3 separate regions of the Pan troglodytes genome follow, and all the other regions are linked to region 1. A link is a contact called in public Hi-C and HiChIP or PLAC-seq data. All regions are on one chromosome and are shown on one strand. Each heading gives the region's core, a stretch centred on a gene start, on an enhancer-like site or on the middle of the called end of the contact. The rest is flanking DNA. Distances are from core to core; before and after follow the strand shown.

The links. A called contact is a pair of places that touch in the nucleus more often than the background predicts. HiChIP or PLAC-seq counts read pairs in DNA pulled down with a chosen protein or histone mark.
Region 2: a Hi-C map of induced pluripotent stem cells shows a contact between it and region 1, with 3 times the contacts expected there. The contact joins the promoter of HES2 here to the promoter of HES3 in region 1. A contact is called at or near these places in 3 of 7 Hi-C or Micro-C datasets (induced pluripotent stem cells and stem cell-derived neural progenitor cells), 1 of 1 datasets of contacts at active chromatin or transcription factors (stem cell-derived excitatory neurons) and 1 of 1 other capture datasets (stem cell-derived neural stem cells).
Region 3: an H3K4me3 HiChIP or PLAC-seq map of stem cell-derived excitatory neurons shows a contact between it and region 1, with 4 times the contacts expected there. The contact joins the promoter of ACOT7 here to the promoter of HES3 in region 1. A contact is called at or near these places in 1 of 7 Hi-C or Micro-C datasets (stem cell-derived neural progenitor cells), 1 of 1 datasets of contacts at active chromatin or transcription factors (stem cell-derived excitatory neurons) and 1 of 1 other capture datasets (stem cell-derived neural stem cells).

The regions. Positions count from the first base shown.
Region 1 is chr1:225,758,662-225,762,977 of NHGRI_mPanTro3-v2.0_pri, forward strand. It overlaps HES3 (hes family bHLH transcription factor 3), which reads right to left and starts at 2,512. Exons shown (of 4, transcript XM_016953095.4): 1 at 2,319-2,512; 2 at 2,114-2,209; 3 at 1,929-2,010; 4 at 1-1,414. The coding sequence starts at 2,381. The coding sequence ends at 1,041.
Region 2 is chr1:225,579,462-225,583,777 of NHGRI_mPanTro3-v2.0_pri, forward strand. It overlaps HES2 (hes family bHLH transcription factor 2), which reads left to right and starts at 1,804. Exons shown (of 4, transcript XM_001156221.6): 1 at 1,804-1,995; 2 at 2,069-2,164; 3 at 2,431-2,530; 4 at 2,618-4,316. The coding sequence starts at 1,951. The coding sequence ends at 2,898.
Region 3 is chr1:225,604,974-225,609,289 of NHGRI_mPanTro3-v2.0_pri, forward strand. It overlaps ACOT7 (acyl-CoA thioesterase 7), which reads left to right and starts at 1,772. Exons shown (of 9, transcript XM_016953100.3): 1 at 1,772-2,901. The coding sequence starts at 2,759.

The sequences.
Region 1 (4,316 bases), core at 1,262-3,761:
AGGTGTCGGGAGAAGGTGCCAGGATCTCTGACCCCACAACCCAAGCTGCCCCTCGCTGGCCCGGACTCCTGGGCCAGAAGCCCAGGGGAAGAAAATCTGACTTGAGAGCCTCCCACCACCGAAGTCCGTGCGCAGCAGTGACCTCATTATGGACCAATAAAATGGCGCAGCGCGCTCCCGAGAGCCGTCCTGGGATTGAATTCTCCGGCAGCCCTAGGGATCTGGAGCTGCGGGGTCTACGGGTTCCGGGCTTGGAATGTGGGCCAGGGTCTTTGTCGAGCGGAAGGCGTTCCCTTCTCCCACGAGAGGCACCGGGTTCACTTTTGCAGGCTTCAAGCTGGTGCCACCAAGCAATGGGTCCCTTCCAGGAACCGCGTGGGCGGGGCGTCCGGGTGGGGCGGTGCATCTTAGGGGCGGGGCTTCTGAGAAGGGTGGGCCTCGGGGAATGCGCCAGCCCCGTGGGCAGCACCGCTTGCGAAGGAGGTCGTTGGAAGCCAAGAGGATCCCGGGCTGGGGGAGGCTGGGGGCCCCTTGCCGGCGGGGCGGGGCCAGGCGCGCTTTGTGCCGGTGGGAACCGGGCGCCCGCGGTCCGCTGAATGGTCCGGGGCGGGGCAGCGATTCTCCTCGCTGCGAGGGGTCAGCTCTGCGCTGTTGCCAACTGCGACATTCCCACCGCTGCGCGGCAACCGGGCGGGGGTGGGGGCGGGCGGGTTGCCCGCCAGGGGTCCCTGGGAAAGGGGCGCAGCCCAGGACACCCCCTCCCAGCCCCTCCGGAGGATGGGCGGAGAGCAAGCGGTCCGGCGTGTGTAGGTGGAGCTAGAGTGGGGGTGGATTATGCCCAGACGCGCAGACCCAGTCCGGCAGGGCTGGGGGTATTTCCCTGCGCTTGCGGGGTGCGCGGCCCTCTCCAAGCCACCCCCGCCCCACGACCAGAACGGACGACTCGGGGGTCCTGGCAGTCACTGTGGGCGTGCTGAAAATAGTCCCTGTGTCGCGAGACCAAATAGGGAGCGCCTTCAGTTCAGGCCATCCCCGGGGCTTCACCAGGGCCGCCACACGCGCAGGCCCAGCCCGGGACTCTCGGCGCAGCGACTCGACGCTGGCTGCGGCGGGGGGACGCTGGCGGACGAGCCAGGGAGACTTTCGGGGAGGAGGAGCAGGGGTGGTGGGGACCGCGGGCCGCCGGCGGCCGGAGCAGGAGCCCAGACGGCGGGGGTGCAAGGGCGGAACAGCGCGGGCGCCTCCTGGCCCAACCCGGCGCTGTCCATGGTGCTGCCGGCGGCGCTCTCGGGCACCAGGGGGCAGCGCAGGCCGCTGCCGACCTCATCTCCGCGCCGAAGGAGCTGGCTCACGCCGGGCAGGCAGCTGCGGAAGCCCGACGGGTGCTCGGCTCCCCTGGGCACAGGCCAGAGCCCTGTGGGGAAGAGCGGACGCGAGAAACAGGGAGGGGAGAAGAGGGAAGGGGAAGGGGGAGGGGGAGGGAGAGGAGGGGAAGGGGGAGGGAGGGGAGGGGGAGGGAGGGGAGAGGAAGGGGGAGGGAGGGGAGGAAGGGAGGGAGGAGAGGGGAGTGGGGGTGGAGGGGAAAGGAGGGAGGAAGCGTGTTGAGGAAGGGAAGAGGAGGGCGGAGGTCAGACGACCCGAACGTCTCCCCCGGGGTCCAGACCTACCACCCAGATTGCAATCGCACAGCCAGCCCGGGCTTTACTGCTCCTCCCTCGCCCCCTAGCGAGCTGGGGCCCCCTCCTCACCAACTGCCCACCTGCCTCCGAGTTGTCCTCTTTATATTTGCTGTCTTGCTATGTTGCCCAGGCTGGTCTCAAAAGCCCGGGGTCAAGCGGTCCTTGAGGCATCCCTCTTTATTTGGCCTTGTGCATCCCTGGCTCTGATCCCACAAGCCTCCCCCTCCTCCCTCCAGCCCTCCCCTATACCTTGCAAGGAGTTCTGAAGGCTTCTCATGTACTTCACGCTCAACTCCAGGATGTCGGCCTTCTCCAACTTGCGCTTCCGGATCTACCCGACCATGGAAAGGTCTATTAGGCCGGCCTCCCGAGGTGGAGAGAGGGAGGTTGGGATCGTATCACCCACCCCCCCCCCCACCCCACCTGAGTCTCACCTGGTGCGAGTAGTGTTTCTCCAGCAGCGACTTGAGCTGCTCCAGTGACACATTGATGCGTGCCCGGCGCTTTTTCTCCATCAGCGGCTTGGAAATCTGCAGATGAACAGCCTTTAGAGTGCAGGACTGCCACCCTCCTGCCCTCGGCACCCCCCCACACCTCCCGGGGAAGGGTGCCTGCCCCTAGTCCCTCAAGACCCCAGACCTTTCGGAAGTTGCCGGGGAGGCTGCCCCGGGTAGCAGGCTCCGTGCCCATGTTGCAGTCCATGCACCAGTGCGAGGCAGCGCCGCCTTTATAGGGACCCTCGTTTACATGTCAATGAGGCCCTCTGGACTCTAGAAACCTTGAGGAGGAGGGGACCGAGGGAGGACGCACTGGGAAGCTCCCCACCTCCTTCCCTCAGCCCCCTCCCATAGCCTAGGCTTCCTCTCACCTTCAGGAGCCCCCCCCCGTCTCCCGAGGGACCCCCCCCTTTATCTGTCTTTTCCTTATCTCTCTGGCCTCCACCACTTCCCAAGTCTGAGGACCCCTGCCATGCCCACCCCCTCCATGCCCATCCTGTCCCAATCCCCATAAGTTCTCCAGTCCCACTTGCCAAGTCCTTGATACCCTGGAGTGCAAGCATTCCAGGGGTCACCTACTGGGGAGGTACATGGGCCAGCTGGCCACAGGCTGCCTCACTGACTATGACAGGGCTCTGGGCTCCCTCGGGACTGATGAAGATGCCAAGGCGACGCCTCTTTATGCACTTCATGCTCTGGTTATACCCGCAACGCCGCATTAGTTGCCCTAATGTCGGGACAATGCAGCAATTTTCTGCCTGTGGCTGCTCAAAGCCGGGCACAAGCTGAGCCCGCGGGGGCCATGCAGCAGCATGTGTCCCATTAAAGCATGCAGCCCACCCGCGGGGCCACAGCCAGCCTCATCCTTGCTGGAGCCTTGGGATTGGGAGGGGTCCTGGTGAGGGTGCAGCCTGGGTCCTATGTTCTCTGACACTGCTAGGATCCAACGCGGACTTCCCACAGGAGGCAGGTGGGGTGAACATGGCTGCCTCTCCCTTCCTTACAGCCCTGGGCTTCCAGGCTGGGTGGCTTTGGTGGCAGACCCTGTCCCCATGGAGAAGCACTAGAAGTCTACTCCCATGAGCCTGCTGTCAGCTCCACGCACAGGTGGTGGTGGCAGGAGACCACTGACATTCTGGTAAGAGCTCCAGGCCACACTTCGAGAGATCCAGGGCCCGCACCCCAATCTATGATTCAGACTATGGCGGACCCAGTGGAGGAGGCGCCTGGAGCACTTGCCCCAGGATGGGCTAGGCCTACAGCAAGGCTCTGGGGCCATCCCCCTGGTTGGACTCCAGGAGGCTGAACTGTAGCTGCTGTGATGGACAGGAAGGCTGACCTCCAGGAATTCCCTGGGTTCAAACCTAGACACCTCCCATGGGCCCTCATGGCTTTAGTTTTTGGGGCTTGTAAAATTATATTCTGAACAATGCAGCCCCCATTGCTTCTGAGGGTGACAGGGAAGTCGCAAAAATTCTGCAGCTGAGCCCTGTGGCAGAGGAATGAACAAACCGGCTTCTGTGTAGGGACTCAGGGTGGGGTGCGCCCCCCAGCTCTATCAAGCCGGGGCATCTCCCCCCAGCCCGCCCCCGCCTACCCTTCCCAGGATAGCGGCGTTCCCAGGCGCCAAGCAGCGTGGAGAATCGCGCCACGCCCTCCCCCTTTCAGGCCGAGGCAGCGGCAACAGCAGCTCTGGGGCTCTCTCCAGCCCGGGCCGCAGGGCCCGCGGGCCAGATCCGGGCCGACCCGGGCCTGGGAGGGCGGCGGGGGCCGAGACCAGGCGGCGGGCGCTGGCACGCGCCGGGCAGCTTTGAAGCGCCAGGACCGGCCGGGCCGGGGCGTCCTCCATGCGACTCGCTCCGAGCTTGGGGCGGTGGCGGCGCGGTATAAAGGCACCGCGGGGCGGGCGGGCGGCGCGGCCGGGCACAAAGGGGGCAGCCGAGTGTTAAGGGCATTGTGCGGGCCCCACAAAGCGGCGCCCGCGCCCGCCCCCGCCCCCTCGGGGCCAAACTCCGGGCGCCCCGCCAGGCGCGGACTTCCAGCTGCTGCACATCTGCACAGAGGCCTGGCGCGCGCCGCGCCCCGGCGGGCCTCCCCCTCCCCGCGTTCTCGAGCTGCGGGGCAGCGGGGCAGCGGGGCA
Region 2 (4,316 bases), core at 554-3,053, 180 kb before region 1:
ATTCCAGACCACTCCTTCCAAGTAACCAGCAAAACCTGAAAATCCTTGAGTTGAAGAGAACTGTGGGTTACTTGGTTAAAGTCCTTTACCCAATGGGAGAGTAGAGGAAGAAATATTTTTAACTGGGGGTAACTGGCAATGGAAATGGTGTTTGCTCCCCTGCCATTCAGTCTTCAAATGGTGGTCCGCAAGCCTGGAGGGGGATGTTCTAAGGGGAGCCTCCTCCTTCAGCCTTTTTCTCCCAGGAGCTAGGGTCAGTCCCTCCCCAAGATGCAGATGCTGCAGGCGGACTTGTGGGTGCAGACCTGAGTCAGCCAAGCTAAGTGGCTTGGCCTGGGGATGAGAGGGAAAAGATCCACAGAGTTTTTTGAGCTCTTAAAGAACAATTAATTGTCTTAGGGGAGGCCTATGGAGTCAAACTGGCCTCAACCACGGAGAACAAGGTCTCAGGTTCCTCCAAGCCCTGCTGGGCCAAATCTGTTGAATGATTTATTCTCACTTGTTAGGTCTTTTAGAGGGTTAATGCAGGTTCGCGAGCCTTAAAGCGTTAAGCCCTGAGCTTGGCACACAGTAAGTGTCCATGAAAGGTGGCCTACATTCCTTCCCATGCCACAGATAGGTATGGGTGGCCTGGGCTCCCCTGGCCCAGGCTTCTCCGGGCCCCTCAGTGTGTTCGCTGGCCTTCCACCCTGCGGCGAGAACCCTGAAGGAGGGAGACGTGGGGCTAGCGGCAGGGGTGGAGCTCGGAAGTGGGGTTCGGGGGACAGGGGGTTCATCCAACACCCTGGACAGAGCCCTCCTTGGCCCCGCCCCATAGGGGAACTCCTCCTGGCTGGCTCTGTGGATCCCTCCAGTCATCTCTCTGCCCGGCAGTTCGCAGTGTGGTTCGCGGGCGTGGCCGTTGCCCCGCCAGCCGGTCGGGGGAGGGGAGCCCGGAGCAGATGGGCGGGGGACGCCAGCCAGTTTGCCGCAGCAACGGCCACGCGGCGCGAAGGCGGTCCTGGGCGGGCCACTGGGGCCCAGGCGGGCAGCCTGGGGCCCGCACCCAAAACTGTCCTGCCCGCGCGTCACATGAGCCCTGACTGTCTTGCGGGCGAGAACCCGGACCCCTAGCCGGTGGGAATGAAAACGAGCTCCGAGGGCTCCAGGGCTGCCTCTGCTTCTCTAGGATTCCGTTTCCCCACCCAAAGCCTGGAGTGGGGTAACCAAAAGACTCTTAACTAGGCAAGCCGCCGAAGGGTTCTACGGGCTCCTTAGAGCCGGGCGTGCAGCGACTGGGGCCCTTGTCCAGGCTCGGCCTGTTCCCAACGTCGAGGGCTGGAGCAAGTCACGACCTTTCTCCGGAACTCGGATTTCCCGTCCAGCTCAGCCCTTCACCCGATAAAGCAGCTGGGGGTGCAAGTCCCTCCCGCTGCTGTCCCTCATGGGAGCTCCCGTAACCGCTGGGTCCCCTGCTGCGGCCCAGGGCGGGGCTCAGAGGAGACGCTGAACCTGAGCCTGGGGAATGAATGAAGGGCAGCATTGGAGAGGAGGGACCGTAGCTCCAGTCAGGCAAGGCCTGGCCCCACCTGGCCCTCCTGCCCTCGGGGTCACGCAGCGAAGGCCCCCGATGGCGCCTTTACCACTCTACCGCAGGTGCTCGGGGAAAACTGGGGGCCGCCACCCCGCGGTAGATAGGACGCAAAGGCGGGGAGCGGGATCCCCGGGGGCGTCGCGGTCTCCCCTCCCGGCTCCACCCTACGCAGGAACAAAGGCAGGAGGTGGGACCAGCGGGCGGCCGGACTCCGCGGGGCGGGGCGGGGCGGGGCGGGCGAGCCGCTCCCTTAAAGCTCGGCCGCGGGCGGGGCGCGCACTCGTCTGGCACCAGCCCGGGGCGCGCGCGGGACTTCATTCCGGACCTCGGTTTTCCTTTGCGTGGGGCTCGCAGCTGCCACCGCTTTCCCGCGGAGCATGGGGCTGCCTCGCCGGGCAGGGGACGCGGCGGAGCTGCGCAAGGTGGGTACCGGGGACTGGGGGCGGGGCTGGGGACTCCGGGGACCCGTCTAACCACCGCGCCGCCCGTCCGCAGAGCCTGAAGCCGCTGCTGGAGAAGCGCCGGCGCGCGCGCATCAACCAGAGCCTGAGCCAGCTTAAGGGGCTCATCCTGCCGCTGCTGGGCCGGGAGGTGAGCGCGCCCGGGCGGAGGGCAGAGGGTCCTGGGGCGCGGAGCGGGGGCAGGGGGACGGGGTGCTCCTGCGGGAGGAACCCACCAGGGGGTTCCGCGCGGCGCCCGAGGCGGAGCCTGGGTGGGGTGGGCGCGTCGGAGCGGACCCCCAGCAGGCCACGGCGCGCCCCACACCCAGCTCCCGACTAGAGCGAGGGTGCGCACGGTAGCCGGCCAAAGTTCTGTCTTGGTGGTTCTCTGTCGCTCTTCCTCGTGGCCGGGCGCAGAACTCCAACTGCTCGAAGCTAGAGAAGGCAGACGTCCTGGAAATGACCGTGCGCTTCCTGCAGGAGCTGCCTGCGTCCTCATGGCCCACGGCAGCGCCCCGTGAGTGAGCCCTCTCTGCCCTGCCGCGCGCTCTGCACCCCGCACCCGGCACCCTACCCCGCGCCTCACGCGGCTCTCCGCCCGCAGTGCCTTGCGACAGCTACCGCGAGGGCTACAGCGCCTGTGTGGCGCGCCTGGCCCGCGTGCTGCCCGCCTGCCGTGTCCTGGAGCCCGCCGTGAGCGCGCGCCTGCTGGAGCACCTGTGGCGGAGAGCGGCCAGCGCCACCCTGGACGGCGGGCGCGCTGGGGATTCCAGTGGCCCGTCTGCCCCCGCCCCAGCGCCCGCGTCTGCCCCAGAGCCCGCATCCGCTCCGGTGCCCTCGCCGCCCTCGCCTCCCTGCGGCCCTGGCCTCTGGCGGCCGTGGTAGCCCCTCGGCCGATCCACAGACCCTGCCGACTGCTTGGGACCTTGGGGCACTGGACAGGTTGAAGCTCTTGGTGGCGGCTGCTGTTCCCATCATTAGGGGCCAGCCCAGTACCCACACCCAGGCCGGAAGCCGGATGTTTGTGACTGGCGTGGCAGACTGAAAGCCCTGGGGCTGGGGCTCGGCTCAGGGAATAAAAGGAGCGTCCCTGCTTCACCCCCAACTTGGCCGGAGAGGAAAGGACAAGAGGCAGCAGGGTGAAGAAGAAGCCCCCCATCCCAGCTGGTGGAGATAGTTCTGGAACTGGACCCCGCAGCTGCGTGGGCAGCCGACACACCCACCCCAGCACTGGCACCAGACCAGAGCCAGAGCCAGGACCTGGGCAAAGTGCAGCCGTGCACCCTGCCTGGTCACTGCTCTCCCAGCCCTGCCTGGGCCTACCTCCTGCCCAGCTCTGCTTGGGACCCTCTGGGCATGCAGCAGCAGTGGCCTAAGGGCTCTGGTCACTTCCAGGGCTCTACAGGGCAGCAGAGCAGAGCAAAAGGGTGCATAGGCTGGGAGCTGTCACCTCCACTCCTAGGCTTTTCTGCCTAGAGCAGAATTATAGGGGCAGTATACATCCGGGGGTCTGTGCGGTGGGGCTGGGGGATTCCTTAAGTGACTTTGGGAAGGATTTGTTTTCCCGAGCATCAATTTCACACCTGGGCATTGCACCCCAGGCTATGCAGTCTTTCAGTGTGAGGAAGGGGCAGAACAAGAATGAGGCGGCCCTGTGGCCTCAAGGAAGCTTGTGGCTTTGGAGGATCTGACTCCAGCAGAGTCTGTGCCAATGTGGGGTGAGCAGGGCCCCTGCCATGGAGCAGCAGGAATTTGAGGGATGGAGCAGGTTAAAGAATGGGAAACATCTTCACTTGTTTTTTTTTTCTTGCAAACTACTCCCTGCTACTCATTGAGACTGGTTACTGGAAGCAACTTGTTAAGATTTTTCTTTCTGGGTGGGTGCGGTGGCTCACGCCTGTAATCCCAGCACTTTGGGAGGCCAAGGCGGGTGGATCACCTGAGGTCAGGAGTTCGAGACCAGCTTGGCCAATATGGTGAAACCCCGTCTCTACTAAAAATACAAAAATTAGCCGGGTGTGGTGGCATGTGCCAGCTACTCGGGTGGCTGAAGCAAGAGAATCACTTGAACCTTGGAGGCTGAAGTTGCAGTGAGCCAAGATTGAGCCATTGCTCTCCAGCCTGGGTGACACAGCAAGACTCTGTCTCAAAAAAAATTTTTTTTTCTTTCTTTTCCATGGAGGCCTAGAGTCCCTGTGAAGGCTAGGAAGGGGCTGCTGATCCCAGGAGTGCCCACGAGGAGTGGGGGGCACTGTTGGCCCATAATCAGGCAAACACCCATCATTTCATGGGGGATTCATGAA
Region 3 (4,316 bases), core at 522-3,021, 150 kb before region 1:
TGGCGGCACTTTAGGAGCCCTTCAGCCTGCCGCTGCACTGTGGGAGCCCCTTTCTGGGCTGGCCAAGGCCGGACCCGGCTCCCTCAGCTTGCGGTGAGGTGTGGAGAGAGAGTCGTGGGCGGGAACTGGAGCTGCGAGCGGTGCTTGCGGGCCAGGGCGAGTTCCAGGTGGGCGTGGGCTCGGCGGACCTCGCACCCGGAGCCGCGGCCGTCCCCGCCGGCCCCGGGCAGTGAGGGGCTTAGCACCTGGGTCAGCAGCTGCTGTGCTCAATTTCTCGCAGGGCCTTAGCTGCCTTCCCGCGGGGCAGGGCTCGGGACCCGCAGCCCGCCATGCCTGAGCCTCCCCCAACTCCATGGGCTCCTGTGCGGCCCGAGCCTCCCCAACGAGCACCGCCCCCTGCTCCACGGCACCCAAGGGCTGAGGAGTGTGGGCACACAGCGCGGGACTAGCAGGCAGCTCCACCTGCAGCCCCAGTGCGGGACCCACTGGGTGAAGCCAGCTGGGCTCCTGAGTCTGGTGGGGACATGGAGAACCTTTATGTCTAGCTAAGGGATTGTAAATACACCAATCGGCACTCTGTATCTAGCTCAAGGTTTGTAAACACACCAATCAGCACCCTGTGTCTAGCTCAGGGTTTGTGAATGCACCAATCAACACTCTGTATCTAACTACGCTGGTGGGGACATGGAGAACCTTTGTGTCTAGCTCAGGGATTGTAAACGCACCAATCAGCACCCTGTCAAAACAGACCACTCTGCTCTACCAATCAGCAGAATGTGGGTAGGGCTGGATGAGAGAATAAAAGCAGGCTGCCCGAGCCAGCAGTGGCAACCCACTCTGGTCCCCTTCCACACTGTAGGAGTGTTGTTCTTTCACTCTTTGGGTCCACACTGCCTTTATGAGCTGTTAACATTCACCGTGAAGGTCTGCAGCTTCACTCCTGAGCCAGTGAGACCACGAACCCACCAGAAGGAAGAAACTCCAGATGCGCCACCTTAAGAGCTGTAACACTCACCACGAGGGTCCGCGGCTTCATTCTTGAAGTCAGTGAGACCAAGAACCCACCAATTCTGGACACATCTGTACTAAAAATACAAAAATAAGCCAAACTTGGTGGTGCATGCCTATGGTCCCAGCTACTCAGTGTGGTTGAGGCAGGAGAATCGTTTGAAACTGGATGGCAGAGGTTACAGTGAGCTATCACACCACTGCATTCCAGCCTGGGCGACAGACTGAGACTCTATATCAAAAAAAGAAAACAGAAGGCCGGGCGTGGTGGCTCACGCCTGTAATCCCAGCACTTTGGGAGGCAGAGGCGGGCAGATCACGAGGTCAGGAGATCAAGACCATCCTGGCTAACACAGTGAAACCCCGTCTCTACTAAAAATACAAAAAATTAGCCGGGCGTGGTGGCAGGCGCCTGTAGTCCCAGCTACTTGGGAGGCTGAGGCAGGAGAATGGCGTGAACCTGGGAGGCGGAGCTTGCAGTGAGCTGAGATTGCACCACTGCACTCCAGCCTGGGCAACAGAGCGAGACTCCGTCTCAAAAAAAAAAAAAAAAAAAGAAAACAGAAAAACAAAATTCTTAGTATAAAAGTCTTGAAATCACAGAGTTCTGACTTGGACTGCCCCTGCTTCTGGGAGCTACAGATCATGCTGTGGGCTGCCTCCACGGTCTGGTAACTCAAGGGTGACCGGGGTGAGGCACAGTTCCTTCAGAGCTACCTAGCTGAGTGTAAATGGGTTGTTCAAATTGCACTAGGGAGCCGGAGTTGCGTGGGTTTTAATTTAAAGATGTAAGTACAAATCTATGTGCATTGTAGAAAATTCGGAAAAGGTCCAATTGCCTAGCAAGTAAAAAGCTGTCATTCCAGCACGTGGGGGGTGACCGCTTCTCCCTTCTTGGGTGTTTTTTGGTGGATTTTTTTTGGTGACCCCGACTGGCCTGGACTCCATTCAAGGGCACATCTTGTGCAGTAAAACACGCATGTTTCAGGGCTCCTCACTACAACACGTGCACCTCCAGGCTGGCGCTCAGCGCTCCCAGTAAAAGCTGCAGCCGGCGGTGTAGATAGTCGCGGGCCTTTCCTCCTCCCCACCTCGTGACGCTTTGTGCTGCGGAAGCAAAGGCCCGTTCCATTCCCCGTGTCTTCCCAGCAGCCGCCACCAATGCTCCTTTCTAGGAAACAGCCTTCCATTCTCTCTTAGGGCCGATCTTAGCCAGAGCCGCGATGCGGGCGACTGGTGCCGGGGTGGGTTGGGGGCGGGGGTGGGAATCAGGCCCCACTGCCAGGCGCCCGGGCCGCGCCTTCCGCTCTGACCTCATCCGGCCGCCCAGGCACTGGGCGCGGCAGCGAATCGGCGGCGCGGGCGGCCGGGAACGCCCAGCACAAATATTTACCGCCACGCGGAGAGTGAGGGCCCAAGTCCGCCCTGCTCCGCCACTTAGGCCGCCCCAGACGCTTCCCTCGGGGCTGCCACCGGGTCGGGCGCGGCTGCCGCGGCTCGCGGGCCCTCCCCGCACCGGCGCGGCCCAACCACCACCGAACCTTCTGGAAGCGGCGGCTGCCTGGGCCCTCACGCCGCCAGAATCGTACGCCCGCGCGAGCTCTCTGCAGCCTTGGCGGCCTGGGAGGCGGGGCTTGGGGTGGGGCCGGCGCGGGGGCGGGGTCGGCGCGGGGAGGCCGCGTTCGATTCGCCCCCGGCGCACAGGCCCCGCCTCACCAGCCCCATCGCTCCACCTCTGCCCTCCCCCTTTATGGCGCGGCCCGGGCTCATTCATTCAGCGCCGGGCCTGCCAGACACCTGCGCCCTTCTGCAGCCGCCCGCCGCATCCGCCGCCGCAGCCCCCAGCATGTCGGGCCCAGACGTCGAGACGCCGTCCGCTATCCAGATCTGCCGGTAAGAGAGGGCCCGCGCGCAGCCTGCAGCGGCCAGGCGCGCCGGTCACCGCCCCCGGCCTGCCCCGCTTGGCTCTGTGGTCCCCACCCGCCGAGGCCGCCCCCGCCCGCCGATTCCCCGCACGGCCTTCCGCGCCGCCGCCCCGGACGCCCGCCCGCCTGCGGCCGGGATGCGACTCGCGATGCCGCACAAGCCGGGCGGCCCCGCCCGCCTCCCGCCGGCTCCTCCTGGCCGCATCTCCAGGGCGGCGGCCGCGCCACGGGCCGTTTGGGCGAGAAAGCCAGGCAGGGACGGGGCGGGCGGAGGTCAATGCACAGCTCCAGAGCCCGGCGCCCGGCGCCCGTGGGCCGCCCCGCCTCGGGCCTCGCCCGAGCATCCCGGAGCCTCAGCCCCGTGGTCCTGCTTAGCCTCCTCGAGGATTCGGGATCATTACCTCGGCGGTTGTGCTGCGCTAACCAAAGCCCCCAGAGGTGGAGGGGAGGTGCCCAGAGCCTCGCGAGCCCCTCGGTGGGTGCCCCTGTGGGAGGAGGTTGCAGAGCTACCGTCTTCAGTGCACTGCTTCGGTTTGGGGGAGGGCAGGTGTTGAAAGGAAAAACAGATAATACTGTCTACTTCTAACAGTTTACTATCAAGAAAAGGGAATCAGTGGTCTGTTGGGCCTGAAAGCATCTTACACAATAGAGGCAAAGGGTTGTCCTTCTAGAGCACCCCCTCTTCTTCCACCAGGTACTGAGTAGATAGATGCAGGCCCCCAGAGGAAGCTGGAGGCTGGAGATCATGAACAAGCTCATTTCCCATAGGAGGTGGGGAGGGCAGCCTGAAGGTTACTCTGCAGTTCTCTTCGGCAGAATCGGAAGCAGCAGGCTGGCATTTGTGCATGAGCTAAGTGAGGACAAGGAGTCTAGGTTTTCAGCCACTGCACACAGGCTCTGTGGCCTGCGACCGGTCCTATCCTGCTTGATGAACTACCAGGAGTGAGAGCTGCTTTCTGTTTTGGTAGTGGGTTCCTCACATTTGGGGGTTGGGCATCACAGACTGACCTTGGGCTCAAGCCAAGTCCAATAGAAGCAAGTTACTTTCCTGTAGATGTTGACATCTCCAGGAAGGCTGGGCATATAGCAAGTCCTGGGTCTATGGCGATTCTTGACTCTCAGTCTCATCTTCTGGCCTGGTCGAGGGCCTCTCCTTACCTCAAGGTCGGTTTTGACTTTTCCAGAGGAGGAACGTCTTTGGGGGAGCCCTGCCCCTTTGACTTTGGCTCTGTGGCTGTTCTGGTCCCATCGACTCTGGAGGTGGGGAAAGGGGGGCAAAAAAAAAAAAATGGAAATAACTGGAGACAGACAGCCTGCATCAGGTTCCTGAATCAGCTCTGCTGAGTATTGGCTGGGAAACTTGGGCTCCATGGTTTGCAAAGA